Linked DNA regions of Mus musculus: region 1 is linked to region 2. Evidence: chromatin contacts called from public Hi-C data. All regions are on one chromosome and are shown on one strand. The core of a region is the stretch at or near the end of the contact, and the rest is flanking DNA. Distances in the headings are between cores, read along the strand shown. Region 1 has its middle 30 kb from the start of Gm34156. Region 2 has its middle 81 kb from the start of 1700019J19Rik.

Evidence for each region. A called contact is a pair of places that touch in the nucleus more often than the background predicts.
Region 1: a contact with region 2 is called in a Hi-C map of Th2 cells, with 2.2 times the contacts expected there. The contact joins two enhancer-like sites. A contact is called at or near these places in 1 of 15 datasets of contacts at CTCF or cohesin (large pre-B cells), 4 of 484 Hi-C or Micro-C datasets (Th2 cells, embryonic stem cells, granulocyte-monocyte progenitors and 1 more), 3 of 115 datasets of contacts at active chromatin or transcription factors (cardiomyocytes, extraembryonic endoderm stem cells and trophoblast stem cells) and 1 of 9 other capture datasets (embryonic stem cells).

What each region holds. Positions count from the first base shown.
Region 1 is chr9:14,336,419-14,341,857 of GRCm38.p6, forward strand. No RefSeq gene overlaps it. Among named protein-coding and RNA genes, the nearest start is that of Gm34156, 30 kb to the right of the region's middle. Within about 2 kb of position 1,618, at least 15 of the 459 cell types and tissues checked have an H3K27ac peak or open chromatin away from gene starts, as enhancers often do. A contact at or near this core is called in Th2 cells, where this site is marked.
Region 2 is chr9:14,006,777-14,012,200 of GRCm38.p6, forward strand. No RefSeq gene overlaps it. Among named protein-coding and RNA genes, the nearest start is that of 1700019J19Rik, 81 kb to the right of the region's middle. Within about 2 kb of position 3,750, at least 46 of the 459 cell types and tissues checked have an H3K27ac peak or open chromatin away from gene starts, as enhancers often do. A contact at or near this core is called in Th2 cells, where this site is marked.

The DNA of each region.
Region 1 (5,439 bases), core at 368-2,867, 330 kb after region 2:
GCTGAAAGTCCTGCAGTAGGTGGCTCTCCTGCTGTGTACCCTGCCTGTCCACTGGAGACCCTGTCTGCTTTCCTGAATCCTACCTGATGGCCAACAATCTCACTAACAGCAGATGCTGATGCCCACTTCCTAAGCAGTCAGCTAGCTGTTCCAGTTCCCAAGGAGTAACATGTGCCTGGCTCTCATGCACAATCCCAGGGATTAGCCAGCTTCTCTGCTAATCCAGGTAGCAGATACAGAAGGGGTCAGGATGCCTTGTTAATAACAATTCCAGAGCAACCAGGTAGAAAATGAAGTGTGTGTGTGTGTGTGTGTGTGTGTGTGTGTGTGTGTGTGTGTGTGTGGAGAGAGAGAGAGAGAGAGAGAGAGAGAGAGAGAGAGAGAGAGAGAGAGAGAATGAGAGAGAGAGAGCGCGCACTGAGGAGCCAGATAGGAGAACCTGCAGGCCTTGCTTACCAGCAGAGCTGCAGAGAGCTGGCCACTATAAACTGGCCACTATAACACTGGCCACTGCCAGGAGTCTAGTGTTCTGATCCTGAGGCCTGCAAAAGTGCTACAATGTTTGTAGGACTAAGGATCCTAGTGTCCAAGCTGACACAGGGACTATTAACCATGCTCCCCCGCTGGCTGCCACCATTTCTGTCAGACCAGCATTTAACAACCATCTTGCTCACCCTGGATCCTACCCAGGTAGAGCAGAGCTCTCATCCTGCTGATTCTTGGCACTTGGACTCTTCCTCACGCCTGGAGCCCACACAAAGTGCTACATGATGGGCCCTTAAGGGAACAAAGCCCTTGGCGAAAGCAAAAATTACCCAGCCAGTGTGGGGTATATCTTAGTCATGCCAAGCCAACACCAATGCAAAGATAACAGTGCTTGCCACGGTGATTTTTATGCTAAGACAGTCATATGCTCACAGTTACTGAGGTCCAGGCCATCTGGATACAGCCTAACCAATTTGTTAGTTGTCTGAAACGTACCTCAGACTAAATCTTGATACCGATTCAGCAAGGTCAGTTTCAGCTGCACTTTAGTTCTTGAGAAGTGTGGTCTTATGTGCACAGTCCCATCTAACTGGGCACATGGGCAGCAAGGCCTCAAGGTAGTGAGCTTGTGCCATGTGACAAAGCTGCAGAGCCCGAGCCCACCTCAAATGCCAGCTCTGCCAACTGGCTCAGTGACCTTGGGGAGACTGTGTTCATTACATTAATTCCTTAGAGCTCTTACCTTCCTTCTTCAGCTTGTGGGAGCAAGAAAAAGTCACAGGGTCTCCACCTGTCCACTGGAGACCCTGTCTGCTTTCCTGTGATGATCCAGCCCATGCGTTCAAGGCCCCCCTAAGCTATATGGCCCCAGTGCAGACCTTCAAGGCCCCCCTAAGCTATGTGGCCCCAGTGCAGACCTTCAAGGCCCCCCTAAGCTATGTGGCCCCAGTGCAGACCTTCAAGGCCCCCCTAAGCTATGTGGCCCCAGTGCAGACCTTCAAGGCCCCCCTAAGCTATGTGGCCCCAGTATAGACCTTCACTCCTCCTCCCTGCAAGTACCTGTCCTCACCCACAGCTGCAGTCTTCTGTCTGCCTCTGACCACACACCCAGCACCTCAGCTTTTCTTGAAGCTGCCATGTCTACTGAACTCCCACTTGTTTTTCAGGGTGCAAAGCAAATGTCACCTCTTCTTTGAAGCCCCTACGCCCCACCTTCTCCAAGAAGTTGCTCTTTTCTCTGCACCCCCACTCTTCCTCTACCTCCCATGTGTGAATAATAAATAACACCAGGCACTGAGGGTCCACCAGGAACTTAGAGAACAGGCTTTGAAGTGAGCCCAATCTTGGAATAGAAAACACAAGACAGAGTGACCCACTTGCTCAAGGGCACACAGCCCATCACTGGCCAAGCCAGGCCCTCTGACACCATGTGAGTGCTCTGGACCACTATGCTGAGCTGCCACTGCACTCAGGCCCATCCCGTCCACTGGGGGGCAGGGGGGACAGCCAGGGGTTGGATTTTAGCCACTTCCACAGTTCCTAGCACCTGGCACAAGACTGGATACCAGGTCCTGTCTGGCAGACACTAAAGCAGGAGGACTGAAAGAAAACTCCTAGCCCAGGAGAAGCCTTCCCCGACCACATGCCAGTCTCCTCTCTGACCATGGTTTCCAGTCTCTTCATTGCAGTCCTGTCCACTGGGCCTAGTATTGTCTCTTTGAGGTGGGCTTTTAAAAGCACTACTTCCATTCTATCTGGTTGAGAACCCCAGGTTTATCCTGTGGAGCTCTGAGCTCAATGCTACAACAAAGGCTATATTCCTGTGGAATGTAGAACGGCTATGTAAAGAGAAGAAACGGGGCAGGATTTAGACAGCACCAGACTTGCAGAAGAGCCCAGACTGGCCACAGAGTTCCCAGAGGCAGCTGTGATATCTAGAGAGAAGAAAGCCTTGAAGAGGGAGTTCTTTGAAGGCACAGCTGGCTGCACACCAGTCTTGGAGCTGGCAGCCTGCCTTGCTCAGACCAGCCAGAATGTCACTGGGAGGGTCAACAAATCAGAGGGTGTCACTTTAAAAAACCTTCAGAGCTGGGTTCTAATCAGCTTTACATGAAACATCATTTAAGCCAACACTTAAATGACCTGGGTTGAAAACGCTGACTTGGAAACTGCTGGAAACCACAGTTGGGAGGGGACAACTGCTGCCAGGAAGGGTTGGGATGGAGGCATCCCTGATCTGATGCTTTGTCACCACTCTGCAGCTGATGAGCTTGTGAGTGTTCAGACCCCTGGTAAATATACACTAAGCATGACATGGACAACAATGTTTCAAGTGGCATTTAAAAACGCACAAGATAGGGTCATGACCCTTACCTAACTCTGTCACTAAGAAGATAGAAGACAGAGGCCGTGGGGCATGGTCAAGTCCCTTAGGGCTGCTCCTCTTAGGACTGCTGGAGAGAAAGACTCAAGGACCATCAAAGCTGCCCTAGACAGACAGGGCACTCTGACCACAGAAAGGGAGGGTGCAGGGAGGGGCATGGATGGCCTGCATAGCAGGAGCACTACCGTGGGAGCAAGATGGCTGTGAGGGGTGAACATGGTCAGTGGGTAGAGAAAAGCTAGGGCAGGGCAGGGTCCATGTTGGACAGTAGTGAGAGGAAAGGAGGAAAGAGCCCAGACAAGAGTCTCTAAGCACAATCCAAGTGACTTGGCTTAGCCCAGGCTTCTGACAAGTGGGGGGGGGGGCTAGGGGGAAGGCGGGAAGGATAAGTATGTGGGGGTGGCAGTGTGTGTATGTGGGGGACTGAGATGTGGGGGTAAGTATATGGGTTGGCAGTGTGTATCAGGGGGAGAGATGTGTGTGTTGGTAAGTATGTGGGGGGTGAGTTGGGAGGTATAAGTATGTGGGGGTGACAGTGTATATACGTGGGAGGCTGAGGTGGGGGTAAATTATGTTGGGGTGGCAGTGTGTTTATGTGGGGGGCTGAGGTATGGAGGGGTAAGTATGTAGAGGTGGCTGTGTGTGTGTGTGTGTGTGTGTGTGTGTGTGTGTGTGTGTTTTCCTTATTTGAGATTCATTGTATAGCTTTAAAATCTACATGTGAATGAATGTCTGGGATGGGGAAATGGTTGTTCTGTGTCTACCATTCCTTCAAACGCACACTGTATCTTTTGTTAACTACCTACAAGGTTCTGAGCTCCTGGCTCCAGCTACAGAGGCAACAGGGACCACTGGAAGAATTCAGAATGATAGAAATGGAGTTTTAGAATGGTTGTCTGCATAGGAGGTTCCCAGGTATAAATACAGGACACCCAGGGACAGGTGAATTCCATATGAGGTAAATTCCATTTTTTATTTTAAAAATATACGTAAGTGTGGGTCATACAATACTCCCCCCCCCCAAAGTCTTAATTTAAGGGAGTATCTATTTTCCCTTTTTACCAACCCTTGCCCATGTAGGACATGGCAAACAAATGGGAATGAATCAAGGAAGAAGTCCAATGGAGTGGCGTTGAGAGGTTGGCTCCGTCGGCCGTGGAGTAGGCAGGTGGGGTGCTGTGAGCAGTTCTGAAGGCAGCTGACTAGGGTTCTGTGGCACAGGCCAAGCAGTAGCCCTAGACAGAGATGCAACTCCTGAATTAGACAAGGGACTTCTGTCCCCCCATGACTACTATTAGTCGATCAGGAGGACATCTCTCTACTCCTATCTCTGAGTGTAACAGTGAGCCCTGGCCACGCTACCTGCCATGCCCATGCTGGGAAAGCCATGTCCCTTCCTTACTGCCTGCCTGGTTATTTTGAGCAAAGGGTGATAGAATACCGATTTTGCCAGCACCGCCCTTTGGCCTACATGGCTTGGGCTTGGACAATCCCAGTTTCTCTACATACTAATGGCTCTGGGATAGACTACCCAGGCTTTTTCCCCAAACAGAAGGCAGTTTGTGATTTGCCCTTCTAATGCATTAATGTTTCTACATGTCAGTTTTAGGAGTGATGCTTACACAATGTCTAAACAGTTCCTTTTGAACCACAAATAATAGGTGTGTAAACCAACTCGAGGGCAGTGGTTCTCAGCTTGCTGAATGCTGGGGCGCTTTAATACAGTTCCACATGTTGTGGTGACCCCTGACCATGAAATTATTTCATTGCCACTTCAGAACTGTAACGTTGCTACTGTTGTGAACTGTAATGTAAATATCTGATAGGCAGGCTGTCCAATCCAACTCCCAAAGGGGTGGAGAGCCACAGACTGGGAACCACTGCACTAGAGCGTGGGTTTCCTCAAGTTCCCCACCAATCACTGTGGTCTTGAAAGTCCTTCCAGCCCCACATAAGTATCCTAACAGACTCACTTTCCACTTCCAGCCAGCCCTGCAGGCAGCTAATTGCTTTATCAAGGGTTTTAGTTGCTTTTCACAAGTCTCCCAGATTAAACCCCTTACTCTCCTTTTCAAAGTTTTTTAATCTTGGTTAGGGCCACCGCATCCTTCTCAAAGACATTCTCGATACACATGCTCATCATGGGTCAGGAGATCTTTTGTTTTTGGTTTTTGGTTTTTTTCGAGACAGGGTTTCTCTGTGTAGCCCTGGCTGTCCTGGAACTCACTTTGTAGACCAGGCTGGCCTCATACTCAGAAATCTGCCTGCCTCTGCCTCTCCTTCCCAAGTGCTGGGATTAAAGGCGTGCGCCACCACTGCATGGCTCAGGAGATCTTTTATATCTAGCATTGTTCTCATGGTTCAAATCCCTTCTCTGTCTCTGTCTCTGTCTCTGTCTCTCTCTCTCTCTCTCTCACACACACACACACACATACACACACACACACACACACACACACACACACACACACACACACACACACACATACTCATCACTACTCAGGCCTTCAGCTTTTTCCATCTGCTCCTCAAATACCCAAGAAAGGCTCTGTGCTACTCACACATTAAAC
Region 2 (5,424 bases), core at 2,500-4,999:
TCACCGAACCATAGCAGAACAAGGAAGAATGTGAGTCAGTGCTCTCAAATGCTTCTAGAAGACTTTGCATTTTCATATCTTCTAAAAGACATTCACGCTCCATGAGAAAAACTTGGCATGCTCTCTGAGAAAGCTGGGCAGAGTCAGGTCATAGACCTTGGGATATGACTTTGTTAAGAGTTGATATTAATTCACAGGCATGGAGGATCTGTGACACATTGGTAGCAGAGAGTGGTGGTCTTTGCTTCTTCACAGACAGCAACCAGCAAATAATTCCTTTCAGATACTCCTGGAATACCAAGGGGCGCTGCAGGTGACTGCTCCCCAGCAAACCCATGAGAAGCCATGGTGTGTATATGCATGTGTGTGTGTGTGTGTGTGTGTGTGTGTGTGTGTGTGTGTACACGCACATGTATGTGCCTGTGTAGAAAACTAAATTGTTATTCATGAGACCTGACACAAAAGAGTATCTGCTGTTTTGCCGAGAGGCATGTTTGAAGATGCAAACATATGCATTTGACTTAGTGGGCTGATGCTGGGATGCTGGGTGGTGTGGACTACATGCCACAAGAAGGAGCAGCCTGTACAGGGCCTGAATGTGAGATGGAGTCTAGCTCCTTCATCGGGTCTGGAGCAAGGTATGGCATGGAAATGGTTGGCAGTGGAGCTAGAGATGTTCACATGTACATACTGACCAGACAAAATGAGCAATCTAGAAGTTATCTCTGTTTGGTCACAGCTGACTTCCTCTCTGTTCTCCCTTTGTCCTCTCTCCATTCCACGGTGGTGCCTTTGACATAACTGTGACAGCTGTTCAATATTTCTTTTAGTAGCAGAAAGTCATATTTCACTCATGTACTATGGGGTTTAGGTGAATTGAAAGCTTCTCTTCCCTATCCCCCAAACTTGGGATAGACTTGTGACCCAGAATTAGCCAATAAGATCACGGCATTTTCTGACCACTGAACTTGGTTCAGAAACATCTACAAACCAATCTGTCTTAGGACCTGTACAGGGCTAGAAGTTTGGCTGTATGAATGGAGTAATGACTCCAGAAATCACAACACCATTACTTCACCGAGGTGGGTGAATAGAAAAGTGTAAGTTTAGAACTCTTCTTCACTCTATTTGTCACCGTTAGAATACCCAGCCTGAGACTAGTCCCGTATTCAGGATAGCAGAGCTGCACAGCAGAGAAAGACAAATCACACACTCTGAGTACCTGACTCTTGCTATGCTTGAAGCTACTTCACATCCTCACTTGCCAGTAACAAGTGATAAATCCCTTTTCCAACTAAATACATGTTACTTACAGATGAAGTGGCTTCAAACCTTATCTCCTTGCAACTCTGACCCCTGAGTCCTGATGCCTTAGAATGCTTGCTAACTGGACTTGACCCAAGGATTCTGGAAAAGGAGGCATAGGAAGTATTAGTCTACCATGCATGGCTCTAAATACCTTTAACTACTTAGATTTCCTACTCTGAATCTTTCTTTTAATACATGTTTGTTGGGGGCTATTCTGGCATCTAATGATAGATAAGGCCTTACCCAACATCTATGTGGTCACCTTGGGTCTAGGCAATGATTCATTAGTTTACCCATTCTAATTTCCTCACCCTGCTTAAAACATCATTGTACCCAATGGAATATAGGGCATTGGTTACTATCAGGACCCACAGGCATAAATGATACCATAAAAGAAAACAACAGTTTTTGGCTAATTAGAATCAATCTGGTACCACCCAGTGGCTGCCGTATAAACCCAGTCCCCACTGTGAAATAGCAGCCAGCAGGACTGTCTTCATTTGCATGGCAGGAATTTCATGGTGGGAACCCTAACCCAATGGACATCTCTCAAATAAAAGCCACCCTGTGCCAGTCAAGTACCACTGCTATTGCCCAGTCCCTCAGCTTTCTTGTAGCGTGTAGAAAAAAACGAGCCATTTTCTACTCTGCCCTTCTCTGCGCCACAACACCCACCTTCAAAGACTCATTGACACTGTGTAACCAGTATTGGACTGCAACAAAAATAGCAACAGTTTCCTAAGCCTGTTGTGCTAGTCCACTAGTCTGCTTTCTGCCTACATCCTCAGTGTGCACACACAGCTCCATGCACAGAAACCATTCTCTATGACCTGATGAGCTTGCTCCTCTCTATCACTGAACACTCTCTTTGCCCACAATGTCCTTCTAGCCCTCTTCAGGACATAGATCCAAAACTCCTCACCCACCAATCCTTCTCAGACTAGGTCAACTTCTTTTTTGAACACCTGAAAAATATCTGCACAAAAGTTAGCCATTTATCATCTTGGAGTGGCTGTTTATTTCTATAGTCAGGTTAGTGGTTCTCAACCTATAGACCATGGCCCTTTTGGGGTCTCAAATAACCCTTTCATTGGGATTGCATGTCAGGTATACTGCATATAAGATATTTATATTATGATTTGTAACAGGAGCAAAATTACAGTTAGAATGGCAATGAAAATAACTTTTGCTTGGGATCACCACACCCTGAAGTACTGTATTAAAGGCTCCCAGCATCAGTAAGCTTGAGAAGCAAGGGAACAGGGTCTCAGTGCTATAGCTCAGACTGGTGTGGGGCTCACTATGAAGCCCAGGCTGGCCTCAACCTCATAATGATCTTCCGGCCTCTTGAGTGCTGGAATCTTAGGTTTGAGCCACCATGCCCATCTGAGTATTTGCTTTGTTTTCTATCCCTAACTAGATTTTATCCAAACTCCTACACAGATGTGGTCCTCAACAATTGTTTCTTAATACGTTCGTTTCATTCCAAACAATTATTTCCATTGGGTAATGAATGCTGAAGTTGTAAATAAATTTAAGAAGAGACCTTGCCTTCCCAGACCTACAGCCCTACAGAAAGCCTGCACAGCTTGCCTTCGCTCCTGTCTTGTTATTTTAGATTTAAAATTAGAAACATATGTTGATTTGCAAGACGGGCATTTTTCCTTGTTTTTTTTCCCCCTGCACTTCTGAATAAACCTTTAAAACCCCACTATGTCAAGAAACAGCAATGAAAATGAAAAAGCGGGAGTGGGTAGGTTGGGGAGCAGGGTAGCAGGAGGGTATAGGGGACTTTTGGGATAGCCTTTGAAATGTAAATAAAGAAAATATCTAATAAAAAAGTTGTTAACTCAAAAAAATGTCAAATTATAATACTGCCTTCTGCAATACACACACACACACAGAGAGACACAGACACTAACACTCACATAAACACAAATCTACACAAACACACCAACACACAAATATACTACACATAAACTCTCATATACACATTAACATACAAGGAGACACACACAGAGACAAATACACACAGGCACACATAAACACACATGCACATACATAGTCACACAGACAAACACACAGCACTGTTGGTATATTTACAAAGATCCATGTAGAGAAATAGAAATCTAGTTTTAGATTTGAATTTTTCCCTCAAGTCATAAAACATAAACAAACAAACAAACAAGAAACCACAGACATTAACTGAAACTCCAGTGTATAAAACCTCTTAGTCATCACCACCAGGCTCTTTCAAAAACCAATTTCCTGGTGAAAAGACTGATTCATAGCTCGTGAAATCGTGGTTCCTGCCTGCCTGCCTGATGAATGGAAGCAATTGAAAAGGTCACCACTAGGGCTCAGGTTTGACATGGGGCCTTCCGAAAGAGGAGCTGGGCTTAAACTGCTGCTGTGAGTGCATTTCCTACTCTGATGACATCACACAATGCAAAAGGATTCTTCTCAGACCCTAACCCAGAAGAGAGTGAACTTCCATGGACAGCCATGCAAATCTTATGACATCCCATAATCATCACAGCAATCAGTAAATTAATTGTGCAGTGAAATTTTGGCCTTGTCTGGGAAGTCCCCCACCAGCGCTGATGTCATGTCTGTAGCTAACATTTGACGTTCTCAACACTGTTGATGAATGACAGCTCAGTTCTCAGTGCAGACCATGGGGTAGCCTGGGAGGTATCCCAAGAGGTTGTTTCTTGGTTATCTTGCATTCTGTGGGAGGAGTTTCCTGCTCTCTGAGCTACTGGGGTCCCAGAAGCAATGCTGCCTCCTTGCCTCCTTCAGAGTGTTTTGCAGGATGGACATCTGTTGGCCCTTGGCCTCTGTTTCCTCTTCTCTCCACTTCTTTGTAAACACCACTAAATGTCACAGGACCAAGGCAGATCGGTGCGTTCAGAAGATGCCTGTGCTTTGTGTGGTCAAATCCTGAAGAACTAACATGTGGGCACAGTAAATATTGTTAGCACTGAGACAAGCTTGAAATTCGCTCAGAGAGTGAAGCACAAGTGTACATATGCACAGGTGTATGTTACATGCACACACACATCAGATCACATATCAGATAGATCAGAGGTTGTCAACCTGTGGGTCTCAGTTCCTCTGGGCATAAAATGACCCTTTCACAGCGGTCACCTAAGACCATCCTATGCATCAGATATTTACATTATAATTCATAACAGTAGCAAAATTGTAGTCATGAAGTAGCAACAAAAATAATGTTGTGGTAGGGGATCAGCATAACATGAGGCGTTCTATTGAAGGACTACAACATTAGGAAGGTTGAGAACCACTGAGCTAGTCATACACGAGGGACATGCTGGTGAGGAACAGTTTACACTGCTACCAAGAGACTAGTATTTGATGATTTGCTGTTATCAAATAATACATCTTAAATATATGTAATTGTATTGGCCAATTCTAGGTTATTAAAACTGGAGGGGATGATGGTGTTTCTAAAACTAGATAACAAAAGCCATCTTTGGGGAAAGAGGTGAGGCACCTTCTATGATTTCCCCAGGCCTTTTAGGGAACAAAGAGGTGTTCTTTGAACATATATTTTTGAATCTAAAAGAAGGGTGACGTTGTAGACATGAAGGGAATGAAGGGAACAGGCACTGTTTAAAAAGGAATGTCCTGTGTACCATGGAAGCCCAGGAAAGACACCTGAAGCACCATCCTGCCCCACCAAGAGCAGCACATTTGGGAGAGCTAATGTCCAGGGACCTGAGCTGCGGGAACACGTTCCCTATGAATTCATGACTTAAGATACAAAAAAGAAATAAAGGACCAAAATTGGGGGTGGGGCAAACAGCTGGCTTCCTTAAACTTAAAAAAATAAAATAAGATAAAATAAAATAAGCACAGCTGCTAGATGTGGTGTTTCAGGCTGAGTCTGGATTGCCATCTTCTCTAATGTTGGCTCAAAGCAGGGAGCAAGTGTTCCCCACTCACTCAGTGTTTGGGGGGAAAGATGAAGTCCATTCCTCTCTGGGCTCTGAGGCGTGGTCGTCATTAGGGTCACTATTCAGATCTCTCTACATGGCTGAACCATCCTCACTGCTGTAGCAGAGCTACTGGCAGAGACAGACAGCATCTCTT